2 separate regions of the Anas platyrhynchos genome follow, and region 2 is linked to region 1. The links are chromatin contacts, called in public Hi-C maps. All regions are on one chromosome and are shown on one strand. Each heading gives the region's core, a stretch centred on a gene start, on an enhancer-like site or on the middle of the called end of the contact. The rest is flanking DNA. Distances are from core to core; before and after follow the strand shown.

Region 1 (2,527 bases), core at 11-2,510:
TAGTTTGGTCAGAAATTCTGATTAAAAAAGAAAAACATACTCCAAAATTCAAAGGGATGATTGCATGCAAAAGAATTTACATCAAATTACAGAGAAGTAATGAATAATGTACCACAGTTCACAGGCAGGAGAGAATAAAGAAGCATACAAACAAAATAATTTAGCAAGTAATAATTTAAATTCAGTATCATGATGATGATTATTATTACAGTGAGGAAGTGCATGAGACAAATGAATCAAAACCAAAATCCCAATAAAAATTAAGACATCCAAATCAACCCTAAATCATTCTTCAACGTGAATAGGCATTGCACTTCCCAGAGCTGTGGAAGTGATGCACTCTCCAAGTAGAGAGCAGGAGAGGGTTTGTAGCCACTGGGAGGAACTTGGGGCCCTGTGAATATCTGGGAGCTCCAGAACCTCTCCTGACCTGTCCCTCATTAGCCCCCATCATCCCACAGTGTGAAATGATCTTTGCGTAGTTGAATTTACTGTTCATTATGCTGGTGTTTCTGTTTATTTGAAGAGTAGGGACAAAAAAGAGCCTATTAAAATTACCCTGCAGTTCTCAGACTAGATTAAAGTACAGCAGAAAGTCAAGTATGTAAAGAATTGGTCAGGTCATCCAAGTATTCTAAAGAAGGATTAAGAAAAAGATGAAATCAGAAAGCTCCTAACTTATTCTGAAGTCCCATAACCCTTAGTGAGCATCAGTTGCTGTTGAGAACATTGTCTTCGTTTTTGGTGAGAGTGATGTGTTTGCCCAGAGATACGTGGCTTTGTCAGAATGCACTCCCCCAAAAACAGAATGTCAGAGCTGTGGAACTAGCCCAGGTCTGCATGGAGGCTCGCTTCCCCTTCTGATTGCTAGGCACATCCAGTGTTCGAACTGTATTTAGTACACACACTGTTCTCATCCATAACTCTGTGCAGGGATTGTAAAAGTTGCACAGATAAAGTTCTTTGAAGAGAATTTGAAACTCAAAGTGCAGGAGCAAGGGTGAGATAGAGGCAGTTACATTTCTTCAATTTAAATAGTGTGCATTTCTAGTTGGGGTGCTTGTAAGGAATATTTGTAAATGTGACCTAAAAGCTTGGGAACTAAGAGGCAAACTAAAAAAAAAAGCAAAAGCTAAATATATTTTCTCATAACGGATCTTGTGATTTATATTACTCGCCAAATTCCTGAGTGTGTGACTCATTATTTTTGAATACTCATGACTTGCAGCGTTGTACAGGACTTGCTCCTCAACTAAGACTGAAGAAAAATACAGGATAACTGGTTTCAGTGTTGTTCTCTGCATTACTAATCTCTTGAGGGCTAGTCCTGAGGTTTATTTTTTCTTTGAAGCTAACTCTAGGGCCTTGAGTAGTGCTTTACATCATTTCTGTGGAGCATGCTTTTAAGTATCTAGGATAATGATTACAGGAACTTTTGAATCTCTTTTGCCATCACTGGTTTTCACCTATTATTCTGCATTGGGATAATAGGTAGCCACCTCAGAGGATGTGCAAATTAATTTCTAATAAGTAGTATACATAAAGCTCTTTAAACATGGAAAGCACTGTGTAAGCGCTAAATGTTACTATTACAGTATTAAATATCCAAGGTAAATATACTTTGCTAAAAGTTACCTAATTAAAAGTTTTCATGTTTTTCATAATGTGGCATTCCAAACTGTAGCTGGTTAATGCACCTTTGGAGACATGGGCTCTGTGCATTTGAAAGCCATTAATCCAAGCCCCAGCTGGATATTTGAGTGTGCAGGGAGAAAGGTCTCAGGTTTCAGTCTTTCGCTGGAGTGGTTTGTGCCATTTCCTGAGTTTTAGGCAGGAGGGGCTGATGGGAACAGAAAGCTCTCCCTCTCTCCCACTCCCAGTTTTGCTCTCTGGTAACTCAAGGAGCAAGGTTGGACAGGTGTGTTCTGCCAGTATTTCTGGATTGGACATGCTTTTGTGGTGCAGGTTTCCTTGCAAATCACAAATAAATGTTCAGTAAAGTAAGTTGAGAATTACTGGCTACACTTCTAAACCTCTGGTGGATTTACTTTGCTGATTCAGATTTGAGTGGCAAATTTGCATTGCTGGGTCTTGGTCCCACTATAAACCTGAAAATATGGAGATATTTCATAGGCCTGTGTCTATAAAATGTGTTTATTCCACAAGTTCATGCAGTTTTTCTGATGAGCAAACAAATTCATGTTAGAAGTCACTAACCCCAACTACTAGAGTTCTCTGAAGACGATGTGATTTTGAAGATAGATGAGCTCAATCATGAATCACAGCATCTGGTGACAGAAAGGCTTTAGAATCAGGTAACTTGCCATGAAAAGGAAATACTGCGCACCAGATGGCATTTGCCAGTTTAATGGAGTAAATCAGTAAGACCACTGCACTGGTATAGTGGATTTATCTGAAGACTGTGAATGTTCAGGGTTTTTATTGTTGCACGTGCCTTTCTTCTAATAAAAAGTGAAGGTGCTGAGATTACTTACATCCAGTGAAATTGGGCAAACTGTTTCTGATA
Region 2 (2,527 bases), core at 16-2,515, 260 kb before region 1:
GTGGCCAGAGCTGCTGCTTCTCGCTCATGCGCAGCCCTGTGCTTCTCATTTTCTCTTAGGACAAGTGAAATATTCAGGTCAACTGAAATCCTTTTTTTTAATTTCCCCTTTTTAACTCGTTTTGCTAACTGTTCATTCCAGCAACCACAGTATGGTGCTGAATGCCCTGCCAGGTCTGCGACCCCGCTGGCTGGGACTCTGAGGACCTTCTGCAGTCCCTCGCAGCGAGGTCAGGGAGAAGTGCTTCTGCTTTGCAAGTGTTTTTGTGCCGGCTAGAAATCTGTTGCTTCCTGGGAGCGTTGCTCCTCGTAGAGGAAGGCTGACTTCCCCGGCACGTCACTTCTGATAGCAGGGAAGCACTCAGCCAGCTGCTTCTAGCAGGCCTGCCATCTCAGGCACTGTTTAATGTCCAGCCTCTGTTGACAAGGTCTGATCCTCTTCTGGATCTCCTGGGGTGGCATACTTTGTCTTCACCCACTTGGAAAGAGAAACGGCGACTGTAGATGAGCTTTATTTATTCTATCCGTGCAGCATATCTGTATTCATGAAGCTCCTTCATTCATACCCTTGGCTTCCAGCACTTGTCCTTTAAAATGATAATAATCCCAAACCATCCAGGCAAGCTCCCTATGGAACCAAACTTGTCATTGTTTTACCTTTGGCTCTGCAAAAGACCTCTCCTATTTCTTCTCCCAAAGTGTGCAATGCTCCTGTGCCACCAGGATGGGAGGTGCAGATCCTGGGGTGGGCAGGAGCCGGCTGCTGGGGCTCCTGGTGTGAGGGGCTTGAGCAGGGCTTGAGCAGCTCAGGGAGTAACCGCACGGGGAGTAACAGCGCGGGGAGTTGTCCCTGCTGTGAGATGCAGTCAGACCTGGGGCACTGAGCACTCCACGCTCCTCTGGTGCCAAGCTCAGGCCCCTGGCAAACCTCTGTGAGCAGGGCTCGCCTTTATCTGAAGTGCCCAGCAGTTGATAGAAAGCAGTGCTCCGGCACGGATTTCTGCCTTCGCTTGCCAAAATGCCTCAGGCCTTGGCTCAAGGTGCGGGGAAGTTACTGCTATTTTGGGTGCTGCAGCCATCAGCCCTTGTGAAACGCCAGCTCTGCCTGGTGAGAGACACCCAGCAGCTCGCCTACCAGGCAGGGAGCTGGGACTGGGGCAGCACCCCGAACCCAAGCAGGGCTCCTGGGCCGTACGCACCCGGTGCTGTGGGTGCCGCAGCGCCCCTTGGCTGGCTGTGCGGCGCCGCACGGGCTGGCCCGCGGGAGAGGGCGCTGCGGGCCTGTGCTGCGCAGCCCGGCTGCTCCTGCCTGCCTGCAGAGCTGTGAGCGGAGGCTGGAGACAATGCACAGGGCAAAGCAGACAATAACGGGCAGGAATCGGCAGCGGGGGATTCGCCTGGGAGCCCGGGGATTTCGTTCCTTTGGAGGGGGGGAATGGTTCTGGAAACTTTGCACCAAACAGCCTGAAGAGGAGAGGGAAGAGCTCGTCGCCAAGCACTTGTACGAAAGAAGGAGCCTGTGAATTACAGAGCTGTGCTTAGTGCGTGTGAGAAGAGAGCTCTGTTCGCCTCAAAGGGTGTTTTCAGTAGATTAATGTGCTTTAGAGTTCCGTTGCTGCTCACCAGAAAGCTTGGTGCGTTTTCTTTCATAGGATTATGTTTTTTTTCCCTTTCCTCCTGGCTGCAAAATATCCAGTCCTGAAGGGTTTTGGTAGGAAGGAATGCTAGAAATGGTCCAAATCTACATCAGAAAAGGGGTGTCATGTCAGAGGCATTTGTTCTCTTCCCATTTCCATGGAAACATGCGAGCGTGGACTTTGGTTTCAGGCAGAGCAGCCTGGCAGGATCCAGCTGACTCTCCAGGATGAGCTGCTGGCAGCAGCACACAGAAACGTGGCTTGGTCCCATCAGGTTTGAACCTGGTCCTTTAGAAAAGCGACGCTTGATATATAGCCTCAGAAAGAACAGCCCTGACAAAGATTTGACTCCCAGCCTTCCCCTTCCCGTCCCACCCTTCCACATCCCATTGCCCCGTCCAGTCCCGCTGAGCAAACGGTGTACACCACAGGCTACAATTTTTAATTTCCTTAGGGGTGGAAGGGGTGGAGAGCACATCTTATGGTGTCTGACAGGCTTTTTTGTTCTGCGTCAGTCCTTTTATTAACCCCCTGCTAGATCATTCACTCTCTCTGCTTAGCTGCCCCCGCTGCGTTAGTGATGAGAGCGTTTGTAACAGCAGGTCTGCCTTGGGAGATTATGGGGATCCCGTGGACAGGGAGCAGTGGGTTGGTCGCTGTGTGCACACAGATTGCTGGCTGCAGCTTTGCCTCCATCTGCCCTCTCTGCTAGCCTAGATACCTTTCATTATCCCTGTGGCGACAGCAGTCGCATGGCTGATCCCCCCGGAGCAGCCCCGCGGCGCCCCGTTCGCGGATTTGGAGTCCCACCTGTGCGGGCTGGCAGGAGGCGGCGCGGTGCCAACGGGTGGCAGGAAGCGTGGCGAAGGCGAGAGCATCTCCCCTTATCCC

What was found. Hi-C and Micro-C count contacts between places; a contact is called where the count stands out from the background.
Region 2: a Hi-C map of subcutaneous adipose tissue shows a contact between it and region 1, with 2.3 times the contacts expected there. The contact joins two enhancer-like sites. A contact is called at or near these places in 2 of 8 Hi-C or Micro-C datasets (F1 follicle and subcutaneous adipose tissue).

Annotation. Positions count from the first base shown.
Region 1 is chr11:13,183,409-13,185,935 of IASCAAS_PekinDuck_T2T, reverse strand. All of the region lies in intron 18 of NEO1 (neogenin 1), which reads left to right. Among named protein-coding and RNA genes, the nearest start is that of NEO1, 160 kb to the left of the region's middle. Within about 2 kb of position 1,260, at least 1 of the 8 cell types and tissues checked has an H3K27ac peak or open chromatin away from gene starts, as enhancers often do. A contact at or near this core is called in subcutaneous adipose tissue, where this site is marked.
Region 2 is chr11:13,442,934-13,445,460 of IASCAAS_PekinDuck_T2T, reverse strand. No RefSeq gene overlaps it. Among named protein-coding and RNA genes, the nearest start is that of ADPGK, 13 kb to the left of the region's middle. Within about 2 kb of position 1,265, at least 2 of the 8 cell types and tissues checked have an H3K27ac peak or open chromatin away from gene starts, as enhancers often do. A contact at or near this core is called in subcutaneous adipose tissue, where this site is marked.